Regions from separate parts of the Mus musculus genome. Here all the other regions are linked to region 2. Evidence: chromatin contacts called from public HiChIP or PLAC-seq and promoter capture Hi-C data. All regions are on one chromosome and are shown on one strand. The core of a region is the stretch at or near the end of the contact, and the rest is flanking DNA. Distances in the headings are between cores, read along the strand shown.

Region 1 (2,983 bases), core at 20-2,519, 510 kb after region 2:
ACACAAGCGGTTTCAATCCGAGTAGTTTTCTTCAGAGGCTGTGTGATGGCTTCCCAGCCCTTTGGACCCCGCTCCCCCCAAAAGCGGACATAGGTCCAGACTCACCCCACTTTGCGGAGTCTCTCCTGGAAAGGGGGGCTGAGGGGACTCCACCACTTCCTTTTCTGTCATCTTACAAGAGATTGGGCCCCGCTATGAGTTCTAATCTCTGTCTGCTGTTCTTCTATTCCAGCAGTCCTGCTGCACACAGTAGGGTGGCCCTCGAAGGGGAGCCTTTGGGAGAAACTTGGTTAGACAGCTTTGGCAGAGCTTATGAAGAGATTCTATGGAGGTCCCCCGAGAAATGTCCAACAGAGGAAAGACTCCCCAGTCAGTTGCTTACACGGATACTTTCCACATCAAGGAGCAAGCCCAGAGTCTACAAATCCAACATGCTACTCAAGGCTTGTCTTCTAGGTTCTTCTACAGCAGTTCTCAACCTTCCTAATGCTGTGGCCCTAACGCTGTGGTACCTTGTGTGGTGGTGACCCATAAAATTATCTCACTGCTCCTTCACAACTATACTTTTGCTACCGTTATGAATTGAAATATAAATATCTGACATGCAGGACGTCTGCTATGCGACCCACAGGTTGAGAACAGCTGTCCTACAGGTAGTTCTGATCGATGATACACATCTTCTAGTGGCTTCAGGAGGTTTAACATGGTTAACACGGTTAACCCGTCTGCGTGTCTGAAGGTGTGTCCAGAGATCTGTCCTCCCCTACCTCTCTCCTGAGCCTTGGGGGCCTTGTGCCTAGTTCTTCCCTGGCCTGCCTCAGGCCTCAGCTATTTTAGGTTTTCAGAGTAATGTGAGCCTTCCCTTCCCTTACCCCTCCATTCCCTGGACCCCACCACACCCTACCCCCTTCTCCAATCCTCACTCATCCTGAACTAGGACAATTTCACTTCAAAACCCCAAACTACTCACAGGTGAGGAGAGAGACGAAGAAGCCCAACAGACTCAGGTTAGAAGAAATGAAAGGATAATGAAGAGACGACTTACTTTCCAGACTCCCTAAGTCAGTTCACTGTGGAAAGGGGTCTCTGAGACCTTGATGGTGCTGCTGGGGAGGGCTAGCCCTCTTCCTTCAGGGAGGTAAGCCCCCTTTCTGGTACCTTCTGGACCCACACCAGCTACCCAGACAGTATTAGTAGGTAGGCCTTGGAGCCTCTCACCGTGGTGGCAGAGCTGAAGTGACAGGGCTGGAGGACAGTGGACAGCTGAGAGCACAGCTGACAGGGAGAAATTGGAACCAGGAGGTCTGGGGCAGGGCTCGACCCTGACTCCTCCCATCCCCCCCCCCCCCCGCCCCCCAGAACAGCTCTTCTCCGAGTGTTTACACAGAGCAGGTCAGTTCTGGCTTATCAGGAATAGGCATATTCTACCCAATACAGTAGCACCCCACTCCAAGTACCAGGGATTGAAAACAGGGTTTTGCCATGCTAACTATGTGGCTAGACTGCCAAGCTATACCCACAGCAGGAAAGGCACTCCTGTTCAAGACGCAGTCACGTGAAGGACTTTAGATCTGATAATGGAACCCCCCATACTCTCCCCTTAAGGTTCAAATAACCGTTCCAATCTTACCCTCCCTGGGCTCATTTCAATCACGTTCTTGGATTTTATTTCCTGCCTCCCCCACCCCGATAGGTATCTTTGTGTGGGCCTGGCTCTCCCAGAACTTGCTCTGTAAACCAGGCTGGCCTTGAACTCAAGGGATCATTCTGCCTAGCTCCTGAGTGCTGAGATTAAAAGTATGTGCCACCATGCCTAGCTAACACCAAAACTTCAGGCTAGGAAAGGGATGGGAGCTGAGAAGAGGATGTGACTCAGAATTCTGTCAGCCACGAAAGACTTTCTCACTGGCAGCTGATCGAATGCAGTGCTTTCTCAAGTGCACGGGTGCATTTTTCTCCCCTTTCGCCTAAAATCCTGTCCCTAAGATGAAGAGAATGTATGTTACTGAAAAAGATGGTGGCAAAACCCAAAAGCTATGGGGCTGGAGAGATGGCAGAGCTTCTCTTCCAGGGGACCTGGGTTCAGTTCCCAGCACCCACGTGGCAGCTTACAGAGCTCTGCGACTCTAGTTCCAGAGGACCTACACCCGCAGACACGCTGTATATTTAAACGCATGTAGGCAAATCACCTATACACATAAAACAAAAATAAACCTTTTTAACAAGAGTCAGGTCGGTCCCTGTATAGTTAACCCTGGGAAGGTTACAGCTGCCTGTGTCCTTCTCTCGTCTGTCTGTCTGGATGTGTGTGAGTGCAGGTGTGTGTGTACGTCAGAGGCCATCCCATGGGATCCAGGGATTGGGCTCAGGCTACTGGGCTTACACACTAGCCAATCTCGCCAGCCCACAGCTGCCTTCTGTAATGAGGTTTATTTCTAAGTATACTTTCGTTTATCGTTTAAGCTATACTAAGTGTGTATACTTACTGGGGCATGCCCTCTAACATGTGGTCAAAGGACAACGTACCAGAGTCAGTTCCCTCCTTCCTCCGCCTATCTTGGGATCAAACTCAGGTTTTCAGGCTTGGTAGCAAGCATTTACCTACTGAGCCATCTTGATGGCTGCATGGTGAGTGTTTCTCATCTGTAAAGAATGTTCCCTTCCCCGTGAGAACTGTAAACCTAGGAGACAGCCAAGCTGTAGAGTCTTTACCCATTTTAACTGCAATTCCACCTCTCACACACTCAGACAGCCCCAGCATAGGAATGAAAAGGAAGAGGGGGCGGCTGCAATCTTGGGAGACCCAGCTTTCTCTATTCTGATTATGTAGCCCTGGCTGTCCTAGAACATGGTATGTTCAAGCTGGTCTTAACTCAGAGGTCTGTCTGTCTGCCTTCCTGCCTCCTGAGTACTGGGATTAGCAGGCTGTGGCACTGAGGCAGCAGCCTGGAAACTCTCTCTTCTAGACAGCTCTACCTTGCAA
Region 2 (2,702 bases), core at 18-2,517:
CTTCCCAAGGGTGCAGAGTATTTATGGGTTAAAGAAACAGGATGGGAAGGTGTGTGTGTGTGTGTGTGTGTGTGTGTGTGTGTGTGTGTGTGTGTAGAGATGGCTCAGCACTTAAGATCACTGGATGCTCTTCCATTGTTTCTGAGTTCAATCCCCAGCAACCACATGGTGGCTCACAACCATCTGTAAAGGGATCTGATGCCCTCCCTCTTCTGGTGTGTCTAAAGACAGCGACAGTGTACTCATATAAAATGAATGAGTGAATGAATGAATGAATGAATGAATGAATGAATGAATGAATTTTTAGGAAGGAAAGAAAGAAAAGAAAGAAAGAACACGGTCATAGACCACATTGCATTCAACACAGAAGCTATTTAATCTTAAAAGGATCCTCGGGTAGAGCCTTTTCCACAAATTGCCACTGGGTGGCAGCATTGTCATTTCTTTTGTTTCTGTTGAGACTTCATCCACAGAAGTAACAAAACCTTTCCCACTTCCTGCCTTAAGCTGTCCTACTGTACAGCCCTCTAACCTACTGGGAGTTATTTCCCCTACAAGCCTTACACTGTAAGACAGCACCATTCTTTTTCAGAGCTAATATCTAGCGTATCCCAGGCTATTTCTCCAAACTCAGCAGACTTGAGACACCAATTGTTTGGGATTTCTTTTTAGTTTAGTTTCTAGCATTATTTTGCATGTTTTTAGCAGCTAAAAGAGTAATTTACTTTGGGGATATTCCTTAAAATATTACTTTTTATTTTTGTTTTTTCTCCAAGACAGGGTCTCTCTGTATAGCCCTGGCTATCCTAGAATTCACTCTCTAGACCAGGCTGGCCTTGAACTCAGAAATCTGCCTGCCTCTGCCTCCCAAGTGCTGGGATTAAAGGCTTGCGCCACCACGCCTGGCTAAAATATGGCTTTTTAAATCTTTATTTTATCTCTTACATTGTTTAAAAATTATTAGTATGTTGGAAGTGATGGGAAGGAGATCTGTTACGCTGCCTAGGTCAGTCTCAAACTTGCATGTCAACTTAGACTTTCATTTATTCTATTAGTCTGCAAATAATTACTGACTAAATGGCATACGCAGAATACTGACTAGAAAACATTGTTTCTGGGTGTGTGTGCACAGGGGATATTGGTGAATGAACTGCTAATCTGAATGGGAGGATCCACCTTCCATGTGGGCAGGTACTGTCCAATCAGTTAGGGACCAGAAAGGTGACTTCCTCTTTCTTAAACCTGGAACACTTTAATTCTGTCCCCAAGGGCAGAGTGATAGACTCCCAGCAATGTAGGACTCACCCTGTGCCTCCCTGGATCCTTACTCTGAGGGTTATATGATCAGTTTCATTGGATCTGAAGACCTGGACTTGGACTGAGACCTCAATTACAGTAAGCCTGTCCTGAGAGTTCTCAAACTCTACAATTATGTGAGCCAATGCCCCAGTAATTCCTTTTCATATATTTATATCTGTTTAGCCTATAGGTTCTGCCTCTCCGGCTAATACTAACACAATCTCCGGCTAATACTAACACAATGGGTGCAAAGATAGGCTCTAGGGTTTCTGCTCCCAAGGAAGGGAATTTCCAGAAGGGACAACAGGTACAAACAAGGGCAATGAAATGTTATAGGTTCAGTTAGAAATTGTAAAACTTCTGTTAAATTTATGTGTATGGATGTGCATGTCTGCCACATATGTTTTGGTATCTTCAGAGGCCTGAAGAGGTCATCAGATCCTCTGGAACCCGGGTTCCAGGCAGGTGTGAGCTGTTGTGTGTGTGGTGGGATCTGAACTTGGGTCTTCTGGAAGAGCAACAAGTGCTCCTAACCCCTCAGCCGTATTCCCAGCCTTCTATGGCCTCAGCTCCTTAAGATAATAATGAGACTGGAACAGAATGCAGACACAGAAGTATAAAGGGCATGGTGTGTTTGGGAGTCTGCTGATAGCTCTCCATATAAATAGTTCAATGGAGAAGCTGGTCTGAAAGGCAGCAAGGGGCAAGCAAGGTATGCCAAGCCAAGGGACATGATGGCAAACGAAATGCATTCTTTTTTTTTTTTTTTTTTTTGAGACAGGGTTTCTCTGTGTAGCCCTGGCTGTCCTGGAACTCATTCTGTAGACCAGGCTGGCCTCGAACTCAGAAATCCTCCTGCCTCTGCCTCCCGAGTGCTGGGATTAAAGGCATGCGCCACCATGCCTGGCAACATCCTTCCTTTTTATTCAGCTTCATCAGAGTGAAGTGAAGATGCCAACTATGGCAATATTTCATGAGGAATTTGGGGGGTGAAGATACTATGGAAATGAGCAAGTTCTTTGAGGGCTTGAAGTACTTGTGTGCTAGTTGATTTTCTCTTATGTAAGATAAGGAGAAGATAGGAGAATTCATTCGATTGGCACAGGATCGTAATATGTGGATATTTCAAGGCAACATTTCAGCTTAAATTTGATAATTACAGCAAAGTAGGAGAGCTTATGTATAAAGACTGACTTTGTTTAATGAGAATGTTTTAGTTTAACCCTACAAGATTTTTTTCCTTTGAGCCCAAAGTAAGGGACAGCCATGAAAGCAAACAAAGCATCCACTGTAGAACATTGCAAGTCTTCGTTAAGCCATATGCCATGAGGTTTCGTATAGAACATTGAAAATTTCTATATACTTTACTTATAAATTAACCCAATAGACTTTTATTGTTTTCT
Region 3 (2,956 bases), core at 61-2,560, 420 kb after region 2:
GCCAGCCCTTGGGAAAATTCAGGGTCTCGCCGCCATTGGCTCAGAGCCCTGGAGCTGTGTACAGCATACAGCCAGGAGAGGCCATAGGCCCTGAATCACAGCCGGGCCTGCCATGTCAGACAGGGCTCATCCACAAGTGTAAATGCTCAGAATGTATGCAGCTGGATCTCATGGCCACGGATATCTCTACCTCTCTGTGGCCTGAGAACTCTGTGTCTGTCTCTCCCTCTGACCTACTTTGGCAGGGCCACTGTGCAGTGGAGCCGTTCCCCTTGAGGGCTTCTGAGCTGTGTGTGTTTTATACCTCAGATCTGTTTTTGGGGGCCCCAAGATCTGGTTCCTTAACCAGTCAATCTGGCTTGCTCCCCACCCTCTGTGCAGCTCAGAGAACCTCAGCAGTCAGCAATCATAAGACTGTGTGGAAATCAAGAATGACTCCTGTCAGGAAGACACTGGGGACCCCTGTACAGGGGAACTGCTATTTAAGGGACACTAGATAAAGCCTTTGGCTAAGGGAAAATTCACTTCCTAATTTACTCATTTTTGTGAGTACAGGTTTTTTAGGCCCAGGATGGTGGCGTCATACTGGAGCAAAGAGCCAGTGCATATCGCCCCGGCTGTCCACCTAAGCACAGGCCCAGACATGCCCTCATCTGAGAGCTCCCCTTAGTCACGTAGTTTCCTGGCTGCCTCATGCTGTTTTTCAAAATGTAGATGTGGCATCGTAGATGCAGTGTAGATGTGGCATCTGAAAGGGTCGTCTCCATCCCCACCCCCACCTCTGCCCCACCCTCCCTCCCCCATCTGCCCACCATTCAGGGCACCACATGCCTCCTGCTCCCCCTGCCTGGCCACCATCTCTCTCTGTGTCATGTGTCCTTCAAGGGTCACCCCCATGCGCTCTCTACACCCTCACAGGCATCCACAATGTGGAGGGCGTAGCCGTGGACTGGATGGGAGACAATCTTTACTGGACTGATGATGGCCCCAAGAAGACCATTAGTGTGGCCAGGCTGGAGAAAGCCGCTCAGACCCGGAAGACTCTAATTGAGGGCAAGATGACACACCCCAGGGCCATTGTAGTGGATCCACTCAATGGGTGAGTCTGTCCCTGGGCGTGGGGTGGATGCATGTACATCTCAGAGGACTGGGGAGGGAAGCGGCAAAGCCAGGGGCGTGGCTGAGGCAGGCAGGCTGCAGAGGCAGGAACGGGAGCCTGAAAAAGGAGCCTGAAAAGAGAGCGTGTGTTTGTCCGTCTGTCTTGAGGAGGGAAAACAAAACCCTGGTACGCAACCGGAAGTCTGCTTCTGCCGCTCCACTACAGAGCTCTCTCCTGGTTCCCCTTGGCTCCAAGCCGCCCTAGCCTTTGGGTCTGCACAGTTCTTGCTTGCCAACATCTGCACCTGCCTTCCTTCCCTCACCCACCACTTCCTGTCCCATCCTTTGCTGTCTGGAACTCCCGGATACCTCACATTTGGTTTCTTGTCAGCGTTGGGTCTCAGAGAAGCCCCCCACCCCATCCCTGTTCACCCAAACTTGCTGCCTAGATTCTCTCCGCCACTCACATTTAATTTTCCTCCTGATTTTATCACTCCGACACGACTTTCTTGAACAACTTGTTTCTCCTGGGATGTTCGCTCCTAAGAGATGGGGAACCTTGGTTTTGCTGCATCCTGGGATGCCAGAGCCATGCTCCAATTAGAGTAGCCATTCATGGTGGCCTGAGTTGCTGTGATGTGGGGTTTAGAGAGAAATAGCTCAGAGAGACCCCTGGGAGGAACTCTGGATACCACCTAGATACCACCTAGTGCCTAGAATCACAACAGAAGCTGTTGTGACAAGGGTGACCATGTGGTGCTGACCAGTCACTGCCCACAGGTGGATGTACTGGACAGACTGGGAGGAGGACCCCAAGGACAGTCGGCGAGGGCGGCTCGAGAGGGCTTGGATGGACGGCTCACACCGAGATATCTTTGTCACCTCCAAGACAGTGCTTTGGCCCAATGGGCTAAGCCTGGATATCCCAGCCGGACGCCTCTACTGGGTGGATGCCTTCTATGACCGAATTGAGACCATACTGCTCAATGGCACAGACCGGAAGGTGGGCAGGCATGTGTGCATTGTTTAACCCTGTTTCTATGGAAACTCCATGAGGATGTACATGTCTGTGTGTGTAGGGCTTCGTGCTTCTTACAGGTCTACACATGGCTACTCTATGAATGTATGTTTTCATGTTGTGTATATTGTCTTCTTTGAGGATGTCTATCTGCATATGGCTGCCCACAAGCACACCTGTGTGTGCACTTCTGTGCGTGTGCACATACATACATATAACACACTTCAGGGTAGTCACGCAGCAACATGTAAGGTGCTAAGGGGTAGCATATATGCATATTTGTTCACTCCGTTGGTTCATGAGTTGTGTTTGCCTTTAGGTATATGGGCCAAACTGTCTTGGTGTGTCAGGCCCTTCACAATAAAGCTCTGGGCACCTCTACCATCTTGTGTCTCCTACTCCCCACAACTCAACACTCTATGAACAAGCTGCACTAGACAGCTTGTTATTCCAGAACATCATAGGCCTCTGCTCCCTAAGCCTTGGCTTCCTGGGAGTCCCCCTAGTTCTTCTTGGCTCTCTTTCTCTTGAAGATTGTGTCCAGGTCCCTCTTCCCACAGATTACCTACATATGCCCTCCATAGGACAATGGTGCTCTTAGTACCCATCACAGCTCAGCCCATAATAAATCCCAATAAATGTTGCTTAGGTAGAGAAATAAATGGCTGAATGTTGGTGTATGTGTGTGCGCAAGTGCACATGTGTGTTCATACATGTGTGTGTGTGTGTGTGTGTGTGTGAGAGAGAGAGAGAGAGAGAGAGAGAGAGAGAAACACATAAATGACATATTGAACAGCCTTATGAGAGGTCCGTATGGACAGTGTCCTTTCTGAGTCACCT

Evidence for each region. Promoter capture Hi-C pulls out the DNA fragments that hold promoters and counts their contacts. HiChIP or PLAC-seq counts read pairs in DNA pulled down with a chosen protein or histone mark.
Region 1: a contact with region 2 is called in a promoter capture Hi-C map of second pharyngeal arch cranial neural crest, with 4 times the contacts expected there. The contact joins the promoter of Stac3 here to the promoter of Hsd17b6 in region 2. A contact is called at or near these places in 14 of 39 promoter capture datasets (the 3T3-L1 cell line, the C10 cell line, HPC-7-derived erythroid cells and 9 more), 1 of 15 datasets of contacts at CTCF or cohesin (embryonic stem cells), 9 of 484 Hi-C or Micro-C datasets (cerebral cortex, cortical neurons, embryonic stem cells and 2 more), 5 of 115 datasets of contacts at active chromatin or transcription factors (astrocytes, embryonic forebrain, embryonic stem cells and 2 more) and 3 of 9 other capture datasets (adipose tissue, liver and pancreatic islet).
Region 3: a contact with region 2 is called in an H3K4me3 HiChIP or PLAC-seq map of embryonic stem cells, with 13 read pairs. The contact joins the enhancer-like site here to the promoter of Hsd17b6 in region 2. A contact is called at or near these places in 9 of 39 promoter capture datasets (the C10 cell line, the HPC-7 cell line, HPC-7-derived erythroid cells and 5 more), 2 of 15 datasets of contacts at CTCF or cohesin (both in the NIH/3T3 cell line), 25 of 484 Hi-C or Micro-C datasets (B cells, CD4 T cells, DN3 thymocytes and 12 more), 6 of 115 datasets of contacts at active chromatin or transcription factors (T-cell acute lymphoblastic leukemia, embryonic basal ganglia, embryonic stem cells and 1 more) and 4 of 9 other capture datasets (adipose tissue, embryonic stem cells, liver and 1 more).

Annotation. Positions count from the first base shown.
Region 1 is chr10:127,499,972-127,502,954 of GRCm38.p6, reverse strand. Stac3 (SH3 and cysteine rich domain 3) reads right to left here and starts at 1,269. Exons shown (of 12, transcript NM_001359751.1): 1 at 1,219-1,269; 2 at 106-273. The coding sequence starts at 171.
Region 2 is chr10:128,006,176-128,008,877 of GRCm38.p6, reverse strand. It overlaps Hsd17b6 (hydroxysteroid (17-beta) dehydrogenase 6), which reads left to right and starts at 1,267. Exons shown (of 6, transcript NM_001359377.1): 1 at 1,267-1,395.
Region 3 is chr10:127,588,700-127,591,655 of GRCm38.p6, reverse strand. Lrp1 (low density lipoprotein receptor-related protein 1) reads left to right here. Exons shown (of 89, transcript NM_008512.2): 12 at 919-1,099; 13 at 1,879-2,101. Among named protein-coding and RNA genes, the nearest start is that of Gm16217, 6.0 kb to the left of the region's middle. Within about 2 kb of position 1,310, at least 102 of the 459 cell types and tissues checked have an H3K27ac peak or open chromatin away from gene starts, as enhancers often do. A contact at or near this core is called in DN3 thymocytes, T-cell acute lymphoblastic leukemia, adipose tissue and 2 more, where this site is marked.